3 separate regions of the Mus musculus genome follow, and all the other regions are linked to region 1. The links are chromatin contacts, called in public ChIA-PET and promoter capture Hi-C maps. All regions are on one chromosome and are shown on one strand. The core of a region is the stretch at or near the end of the contact, and the rest is flanking DNA. Distances in the headings are between cores, read along the strand shown. Region 1 holds the start of Ptpn22 (protein tyrosine phosphatase, non-receptor type 22 (lymphoid)). Region 2 holds the start of Syt6 (synaptotagmin VI). Region 3 has its middle 42 kb from the start of Gm25869.

The links. Promoter capture Hi-C pulls out the DNA fragments that hold promoters and counts their contacts. ChIA-PET counts read pairs in DNA pulled down with a chosen protein or histone mark.
Region 2: a promoter capture Hi-C map of neural stem cells shows a contact between it and region 1. The contact joins the promoter of Syt6 here to the promoter of Ptpn22 in region 1. A contact is called at or near these places in 1 of 39 promoter capture datasets (neural stem cells) and 1 of 115 datasets of contacts at active chromatin or transcription factors (memory CD8 T cells).
Region 3: a contact with region 1 is called in an RNA polymerase II ChIA-PET map of memory CD8 T cells, with 2.7 times the contacts expected there. The contact joins the enhancer-like site here to the promoter of Ptpn22 in region 1. A contact is called at or near these places in 7 of 39 promoter capture datasets (the 3T3-L1 cell line, cranial neural crest, embryonic stem cells and 4 more), 1 of 15 datasets of contacts at CTCF or cohesin (the NIH/3T3 cell line), 7 of 484 Hi-C or Micro-C datasets (CD4 T cells, CD8 T cells, the G1E-ER4 cell line and 1 more) and 5 of 115 datasets of contacts at active chromatin or transcription factors (CD8 T cells, T-cell acute lymphoblastic leukemia, effector CD8 T cells and 2 more).

The regions. Positions count from the first base shown.
Region 1 is chr3:103,858,603-103,861,640 of GRCm38.p6, forward strand. It overlaps Ptpn22 (protein tyrosine phosphatase, non-receptor type 22 (lymphoid)), which reads left to right and starts at 1,675. Exons shown (of 21, transcript NM_008979.2): 1 at 1,675-1,888. The coding sequence starts at 1,802.
Region 2 is chr3:103,573,849-103,577,013 of GRCm38.p6, forward strand. It overlaps Syt6 (synaptotagmin VI), which reads left to right and starts at 1,397. Exons shown (of 8, transcript NM_018800.5): 1 at 1,397-1,692. The coding sequence starts at 1,530.
Region 3 is chr3:103,383,944-103,387,374 of GRCm38.p6, forward strand. No RefSeq gene overlaps it. Among named protein-coding and RNA genes, the nearest start is that of Gm25869, 42 kb to the right of the region's middle. Within about 2 kb of position 2,153, at least 61 of the 459 cell types and tissues checked have an H3K27ac peak or open chromatin away from gene starts, as enhancers often do. A contact at or near this core is called in CD8 T cells, T-cell acute lymphoblastic leukemia, effector CD8 T cells and 3 more, where this site is marked.

The sequences.
Region 1 (3,038 bases), core at 425-2,924:
GACAGTGTCTTGCTATATATAGTTCAGATAGGCCTGCACTTTGTAACCATTCTCCTATCTGAGCCTCCTCAGTGCTAGTGTTACAAGTATATTCCATTATACCCTGAAGAATGTTGTATTCTTTTTAAAAATAAAGCTTCCCCATATTTTGTATGTTTTAAAATAGTCAAATATTGCATCATTTAGAGTAGCAAGAAATTTCCTGTTGTTGCTAGACAAGGATAATCTCAGAGATTTGTTTTAGTCTCAGGAAATATTGCTGAAGAATTATGGTTCATTTTAATTTGTGTGAACTACATTTGAAATTCTTTATGTGAAATACTAACTTCAAATTGCCTGCCAAGGGTTCAATGAAGAGGGTGCAGCGTGTTTTGTGTTCAAAATCATGATTTTCTGAAGGGAGTTTGAATAGTGTAAAACCAGAAAGGGTTGCTAATATCTTAATAGAGGAAGTCCAAACTACACCTTTCCCAGTTTTTTTTTTTAACTTGAAACTAATTTTGTAACATTCTGTTTACTGAACTTCCTCATTTGCAAGGGTTTTCACACTGAATTAGATCTTGAGTGGATTTGTGCCCATCGAAGAGAGGATTTATGCAAACGGAGATGTGGAAGCATTCTCTGGAATAACCTGCCTTGTTAAGGCACTGATACCACAGATGTGGACGGCTCCCTGAAACGCGATCTTTTCTGAGATAGGCTCTGTAGGATCAAAATGTCAACATGTCTTCATGAATTCTTCAGCCTCTTTCATTCTTCCTCCCTCCCCTTCTGAGAGAGAGAGAGAGAGAGAGAGAGAGAGCGCTCACTTTGTTTCTCAGGTGTCTCAAACTCTGAGACTCAAGTGATCTTGCAGCTGGGGACAGTCCTGAGGAGCTGGGACTGCACCACCTCTCCTCAATTCTCTCCAGACAGGCTGACCTAGATAGAATCTGTATGGTTCTCAGCAAGCAATATTTTAGCTTTAGTTCCGTTTTGTCCTTTCGCTGTTTGCTAGCAGTGCGTTCTGGGGATATTGTGCTAACTGCCTCCCCGGTGCTTCCCATCCTGTGTAGAGCTGTACTCTCAGTGTTTGCAAAGCTACTGGAGGTCTGAAGAAGTACAGAGACCAACACTTCCCTTAATGAGGGCCAGTACTTCCCCAGTCACGGGTGAGATGGACCATCAGAAGCAGTGGACTTTGCTTCCTCTAAAAGAAAAACGTGAGGTTTATAATGGAAGCTTGACAAATTCTGAAACAAAATGCCCGCTTGATGAGCAGAGGTCTGCCATGATCATATCTATAGGAGACTTTGGGGATAATGGTCCGGGTCGGAGATAGGTAACTCCAGTGTTTGTCTCCTCTCCTGCAGCAGGGCATAGGTGGGCGTCACCCAGGCCTTTCTGCTCACTGGGATGTGAAAAGCTGAACTCACAGGTTAGTGCTGTACTTTCTGCCTTTCTTCTGGGAATGGAAGAACTGAGTGCTGTCTGAGACTGACAGCGTGGAACAGTCTCTGAGCTAAGCAGACCACAGTTTGTGTTCTGGTTAGCCTCTTGTTTGTTACATTTGAACAGTAGCCAAGTTTCTTTGTTGAGAAAGGAAGGCGCTAGGGCCCTGCAGGGAGATGATGGCTTTGTTGTGTGACCACAGAAGCTAGTTTTGTACTAATTTCCTCTAGGGCTTGTGATGAAGTCAGTAAACCACAGCCTCCAGCACGCTGTGCTCCTGCAGCAGCAGTGGCTTCTTGGTGCTGCCTTGGCCATGACACATATTTGACATGCCCTCCCTTAACCTACTCACAGACTCTTGCTCTGCGGCATGGACCAAAGAGAAATTCTGCAGCAACTACTGAAAGAAGCCCAGAAAAAGAAACTCAACAGTGAGGAGTTTGCCAGTGAATTTCTGGTGAGTTCTGGAATGCTCTGAAGAGTTCTTAGATAAACTGTGTAGCAGTCTGTGGTGGCCCAGTTTGCCTAGACGCAATTGCTGTAGGGATAACACGACCATGGAGTTTGGAGTGGAAGGGAGGAAGGCGACCTAAGAACATAACCTCTCTGGGCTTTGTTGTGTCTGTGCTCAGGGTTTTCTCCAGGTAGGCTGGTTTTAATGTTGGGTTTGCTTGTTCTTTTGAGCTTAATGGTCCTACAGAAGGTATAGACAGGTGTATGGATATTAATGCTTTCTGAACATCTGCAGAAAGCATTTGCATTGTGACATATGCTTCAGATTACTAATAAGAGTAGCTTTTCATGTTACGTGTTATTTTTAGCTTCCCTATAGGCTATCATTGGGATAACAGGGGTTTGAAAAACACCAAAAACTCTCATTTTGCCACTTTTTCTCCTATCCCTTTGAAAACAAGTTGATTATTAGAATAGGCATTTTCCTTTTTAACAATAGCTGGGCTTCTTTAACTTATATTGTCTGGAGAAGTGGGCTAGGGAGAGTGGGGAGTAGAGACACGTGAGAGACATGGAGAGCAAGGTAGCCTGGGAGCAGGTGGACTTGATTATCCAGAACTCAAATCCACTTAGAGGGAGCCATAGTTAACAGTGTAACAAAAGCTGGGCGGCCCATTTTCCATCCCTGTCAGGCACATCAGATAACATGGTATTTGACACACCTGTCATGCTTTTGGTTTTTGCTTAGTGTTTGTTTGTTTGTTTGTTTGTTTGTATCAGTATGTAGCTCTGTCTGGCCTAGAGCTCACTATGTAGATCAGGTTTGGCCTTGAACTTAAAAGATCCTCCTGCCTCTGCCTCACTGGGATCAAAGGCATGTACGACCACACCAACCTGCTGTGTTCTAAAAGCTTCTAATTGGTATTTCAGAACTGTAAGAATGTTAAGCCTTAGCCCTTCAGCTTTGAATTGAGAAAAATAAAGAACATCGACATGGTCATCATTCAAATTATCAAATATTTAACGTGTTCCCAAATCACCCTAACTCTTTGTTTTCTAGGTTAAAAAAATGAGGATAATAATTTATGTCCTATCTATCTCATTTTGGATTATTGTGATGATTATATCATTAATTATAATAATTAAATGAGAAC
Region 2 (3,165 bases), core at 147-2,646, 290 kb before region 1:
CTCAGTCCCTTCCGCTCAAGTTCCCACACTTCTCTATGGCAGGCTCTAGGGACCCGGGTGGAAGCTGCGAACCCGCTATAATAGCCCCTCCCCACTCTTCCCTAACACAGCGCGCACAAGCTGATTATACCAACCGAATCTTCAGCACCGCGGACAGGGACACTGCGCCTGTTAGGAGAACCTCCAGGCTGAGAGAAGAGGTCTCTTAGGTTGAGGCCTTTCTCTTGCTACCCTGGGCACTGTCTGTCTCGTGTTTGCAACTATAAGGGCCAGTTGATGCGGCTGGTACAGATGGTGCATGGTGGTGATCGTCTGGAGCTACCGCTCCAAATCTCCTCTCTCTGGAACCTGAGTCGCAGCCCAAGCCACCTCCAATTAACGTGTATTCGGAGGAAGGACCCTCCTCCCTGACCACTCTCACTTGCACACACCAGCCCCGTAGCTGCAGGTGCAGGGGCTCCAGCTAAAGTTTCTTTCCCAGATCCTACTTCGGAAAGGCAACACAATGATGATAGGTGAAGGGTGGGAGTCTACTGTGATAGGGCCTTAAGGGAGTCGCTCTCCTGTCTGTTAGCAATGGCTCCTAGATTTCCAGGCCTGGGTGAAAGCATCCCGAAACTAACAGCCACCCTGCTTCTGAGTCTCACTTCACAGTTCCTGAGGGGAGCTCCTTTTACAGTCTAGCCTCCTATTTAGATTTCCGTCTTTTTGGTCCTTGTTATATATGCTTCATACAAAAATATATTATTTATGGTGGGTTTGGTCTGATGCGTGGAGGTGGGTCTGGTGGGAACCGAACCCCTTTCTGAAATGCTCCCCACTCCTATTCAGAAACTTTCTCCTCCTGTTGCCATGGAGAGAGACGGCCGCTGCCTCCAGTCGCCATAGCAACGTGCGGGTGCCTCGGACCGCAAGATTGCGGGGCTCTGAAAGTCTTCTTTACAGTTCCCCTCGCTCTGCCGTCTTGGGGTCTTATATCTCCGAAGCCCAGACCCGGAAAGTCTGGCTAACTTCTCCTGTTAACTCTCTTTGCAGGGTCCTCCCGCCATACAGTCAGACCACTCCTTTTTATGTTGTGTTATTGCGATGCCCACTTGTTTGGCATGTGGCAGTTTCCCCAACGTTTTCACAAGCACTACCTATATATTCCCAGGGAGCTCATAGAGCACCAGTAATTATTACACCTCGTTTACGAAATGGAAAACTGAGTCCCAGAAAGGCCCAAGGTCATATCCGCAGTGAGGACTCAGTTGGCCTTGATCCTGCATGATGTGGGACAGCGGGGTTGGAACCTGCCCGGACTCAGGCAAGTCCCTGAGTGTGGAGGGGGCGGCCGTGAGGCGCCAGACTTGCCAGCTGCCGCGGGATGCCACGTGAGGGGCGGGGACCCTGCGGGGAAGTGATTAAAAGCAGAGCGGAGCCTCAGGGGGCCGCTGCGGGGAGGGTCTTCTTGGGGCCTTCTTACCCCGCCCCAGTCCGGCCGCGGCTGGAGTTCGAGCCACTACTCCGCTGGCCTGAGTGTCCGGGGCATGAGCGGGGTTTGGGGGGCCGGAGGGCCTCGGTGCCAGGCGGCGCTCGCGGTCCTGGCTTCTCTGTGCCGGGCCCGGCCGCCCCCTCTCGGGCTGGACGTTGAGACTTGTCGGAGCTTCGAGCTGCAGTCCCCGGAGCAGAGTCCAAGCGCGGCAGACTCAGGTACTGGGAGACCCAGGTCCCTCTCCACTCCTGGATTTCTCTTCTCAGTGGCCTCCCCTGCCCAAGGTACCAGCCCAAGGGCCCCAGAACCTCAGAAGTCTAGCTCGGAGTCCCAGTCTGGGTCAGTTCCCTGGCTCACCGCCCGCAGGGAGAGATTCGAAGAGGACCTGAGAGGAGAGAACCCTTCTCCTTCCAGGTCACTAATTATGAGAGCCCGGAGATGCGGCATCCTTGGGGCCTCAGTTTCCCTTGTGTCTTGGGCTCATCCCAGGAGCGATTGGCCAGGGTGAGGGGAATGGAGACGTCCTGGGCACGGAGGAAAGCTGTGTTTCAGGGGGTGGGGGGCTGTCCAGGGTTCAGGATCTAGGATCCAGGGCTCATTAGTGACTGGGTAAAGGCTGGCGGTGCCACTGGGCTTGGGAAAAACTTGCGCCTGCAGCTGGCACGCGGTCTTTGTGTCCAGGTTTCTCAGCAGCGAGTGGCTGTCTGCGTCTCGCCGGGGGGGAGGGGGGACGGGGGGCGGGGTGGGGAGAGTGTCGTGGCGTACCCCCACCCCCACCCGGCACCCCTATAACTCGCTTCCTCGGTCTCTCTCTGACTCACTCGGACTCCGGGCGGGTGTTCAACTGAGCCGGTGCCTCTCACCGACTTTGCCAGGCGGGAACCTCCTGCCCCGGCCCCGCGGACCCTGCGCCGGACGCAACCCCGGCAGCCGCCAAGTCTAGGCGGCAGCCCGAGCCGAGTCCAGCTCCTGAGCCCGGGTGAGTCCTGAGCCCGAGCCCCTCGGGGACCCGGTCCTGCGTGCAGCCGCGACGTCTCGCGGGAGTCGCGACAAGAGGGGTGGCGTGTCGCGCCCTGGCGGCGGGAGCCGCGGGAGTGTCCGCGGCGTGACAGCCGACCGGCCCGGGTATGTACCTGCTGCACCAGTCTTTGCCGCCAAGCTCTCCTGCTGCAGCGGGATCCTTTGTCCCGCAATTAGGAGGGTACAGGACAGAGGAAGTATGGGTCGTGTCCCCTCGGAGGGAAGGGCCCGGGGGCAGCCTGCGGCCCGGAGCGAATGCGGCGTGGGGGTGGGGAGATCCTGCAGAGACCCAAGCGCTGGAGTTCCTTGGGGCTCTGCAGACTCACCGTACCTTGTCCGCGACTGAGACCCCGATCAAGACCCTGACCAAGACCCTAGTGGCTCCGGGCCTAGGCTTAAGTGGGAGTCGCTTCGTGGTTCCATATGGCTAGTGAGGGAAAGACAGGAGGGGGCTGCTAAAGGCAGAAATGTGGTCCTCACGCATCTCTCCAGGGACAGGTAATCAGGGACCAGGGGAGAGGTACCCAGGAGCAGGTGCAGGTCGGGCGAGCTCCCAGTGGCCTCAGATTCCAGAGCGCCTTTTCCATTTGAGGTTAAAGGTCAAAGATAGAGGAAGATTCCAGGTTAGGGATAGATCCTGTGAGAGGGAAGGTAGAGAGGTCAGGGGAGGC
Region 3 (3,431 bases), core at 903-3,402, 470 kb before region 1:
TTTTTTTGTTTTGTTTTTTTTTTTTTTTTTTTTTTTAAGATGTTTTCACTGGCTCCCCACACAGTGGGTGTTTGTTTCAGACAGGGGTGTTCTTTTTGAACAACAGAACCTAGGAATCTTCTCTGATTCAAGGTCCCTTTTCCCCATGTCAGTCTTGTCTTTGCTCCTCTCGACATAACAAGGCTGCTTACTGGGGAAACAAATAAAAAAAAAAAAACCTCAGGCTGTACCTAAATTATTTTAAAGATCATTAAATGAAACTGACAATGAGGAGATCACACTTGATAAAATCTGTCAGACTAAAAATTAACTGAAGAATACATTTACATCACCAACAGACAATTGGATTAGAAAAATAAAAATAAAAAAAGATAACAAAAGGAAAGTTCCCGCTGCGGTTCTGTAGTTGCTGGGATAGAAGGACCTGGCTCACAGTCAGCCATCTTTACGATGTATAATCTAAATGGGATAATTGTTAATGAAAAGAATTTCAAGAATATGATGATGGCTAGTGGGAAACCTTGGAAGATTTCAACTGCTCAGAAAATAGATCAAGCAATGAAGTTGAGGGCCGAGGAAATGGCTCGGAGGTTCACATGTTAGTCACAAAAAATGTGAGGACCAGCGTTCAGATTCCCCCAAACCCACATAAAAGCTGGGCCGGCATGGTGGCTCTTCTGTGATTCCAGCCATGGAAGGTGGGCACAAGGGATCCCCCAAAGCTAGCTGACTAGCAAGAATTAGCTGTCTGGGAGCGCTCTGGGTTTGATTGAGATACCCTGCCTTGTAGGACAGCAATGGAGGCTGGCTCCTGCCATCAACCTCGAATCTCTACACAAACCTCCACACATGCACCCACACATGCAAATTTACACACATACAGGCAAAACATGCATATATACATATGCGCTCCACACACATATGAAAATAGAAAACAATAGAAGAATGAGAAGAAATGAAGTTGACTCAAAGACATTTCCCACGTCTGTGATCTCCACTCCCTGTCACTCTTTCTCCTTACAGCGCTCAGGGCATGTGTGAAAGGCACTGACCTACTTTGTGCCTTATTCACAAACAGAATAACTCCAGTTTCAGATAGTGAGCTTTGAACTGCGTTTCTTGGTATTCAAGTCTCTTCACTTCCTGTGTCTTCCATTGGCTGTTCCTCCCCCTGCCCCCACCAAGGCACACCCCCAGCTCCCACTACTCCCCTTTATAGATTCCCCCACCCCAGTCTCCTCCTTCCCAGGGGTTCTCTCTGCAGCTTACTTCATATCCACACAGGCACAACTTCAAACCGCATCTGTGCTGACTGCCCCAGTGGCGCTTCTTATCTAAGCAGCGGCAGCAGCAGGCTGGGTGACCAAGGCAGCAAAAAGAATTTAATGGAATGATATTAGGTCTGTCCAGAATTGGCAGGCAAGCTGGAGACCAGGCTAGGAGAATGCACAGGAGTGTGGGGGAAGCACAATGGTTAGACACTTCTCCAGGGACATACCACAAGGGCCAGCTGGTCAGGACCTGCTGGTCCCTCAATGAACACACTGCCTCCCATCTTGGGCCACACTAGAGTGGCTGGGTGGAACCTGAGCTGTCCCTATGTCTCTGTGTCACATCCTGAAATGCTATGGGTACAGAGTCGGGGGGAGAACGGGCCTTGGCGGAAGGAGGGGCTCTTCCTCTTGCCCTCCATCCTGTGGCAAATTCTTCATACACAGGAAGAAGGTTCAGGGGCTGACACCTACCACATCTAAGATGTTTACCAGTTGACCTACCCCACAGAGGCTGTCTCAACTCCATTTTAGGCAAAGAGACTGCCTGGTTCATAGTCCCAAGATTTGTCAGGCCAGGCTAGTATTGTCTTAGACTTAGGTCTTTTTGGTTCTGCTTGGTCCCAGCTGCCACCCATTGAGTCTGAACATAGATTTCTAAGCCTGAGGACTCTGGCCCTGGCTTAAAGACCTTTGTGCATCATGATCTGCTCCTCCTCCTACCCACCCACAATTTAATGGTGCTTATCTTGAGGGGTAGGTGGTGGGGAGGGAGTGGTGGGCAGAAGTCAGCACCTTAGCTCATTTTGGCCAGGGTGGGGTGGTGGCGATGGTGGTGGCTGTTGTTTTGCACAGAGACTTTGAAGAGGTTTGAGTCAGTCTATAGACATAGGACAACTCCCTGCTCTCAGACAGTCCTCCTACATAACATAACATAGCTAACATAACATACATAACAGCTAAGCGATTAGATGTACTTATCTAAGGCTGGAGGCTCCCCACTCCCTTCTATGGCATGTGCCTTACACACACACACACACACACACACACACACACACACACACACACACACACCACACCACACACTCTGGTCTAGGCAGAGAAAATACTGTCCTCAGAAGAGCTTCTCTCCCACCATCTTTGCAGTCTGGCTGGCTTTCTTCCAGAACCATCTTTCTTTAGCTTTTAGTTTATTTTATGTATGTGGGCGTTGCCTGCATGTGTGCCTATGTACCGTGTGTATACATGCAGTGACTTCGGAGGCCAGAAGAGGGCATCAGCTGCTAGAACTGGAGTTCTAGATGGTTGAGAGTCACCTAATATTCTAGGTTGACCTCACTTAAGACTCTGTCTCACTCAGCTTCCTGAGGGCTGGCATTGCAGGCACAAGCCTGGCTCAGACAGTCTTTTGATGGGCCTTTAACTTTTCTTGTAATAACAAGCTCAGAGTTCTGCTTCCCGGCCACATTGGTGTCTGACTGTCTTTAGAAACCTGTAAAGCAGTGAGTGACAGAGCAGAGACTGCGCTCTTTCACAAGGACGCATGCGCAGGGAGTGACCGAGAAGAGACTGAGTGCTCCCACAAGGACGCATGCGCAGGAAGTGACAGAACTTTAGTCAGAAGCGAACGCAGAGGACACAGGTGTTTCAACGTTCAGGAAGTTTGAGTCCTTCAGATCTTGTTAAGTGTCCTTACAGTAGACTCTGGAGTCACAGTCTTCCCTGAACCACGTGACCCACTATCACCGCAGCTGGAAGGCGGGGTGGGTATCAATTCAACAGGTGTTGAAGCCTGGCTGTGCTTGAAGAGGTTGGTTTTGCTCATTATTGGAAAATCTCCGGGTGGGAAAAGAGAGGCTTAAACTTCTCGTTTTTTCATCTATCCAGTCTTCGTAGGAGAAGTCACACTCACAACAGCTCCTGTGACTCCTGCTTTTCATTTTGCTCTGTGTGAGTAGCAATATGGCCTTCAACGTTTTGCCTGAATGAGGTTTTTTTATTCCAGGTGACTCTAAGTGATAATTTAATTTTAGCAATTTACCACCCAGGGCCAGCAGCTGCCAGATTCCTTGAATCTTAGCTGGATTTTACTGCCTTGTTCTCTAAAATCCAATCTTCCAGCCAGCCCTCCAATTCCCTGTAGCCCTTGTTGATTCTTTA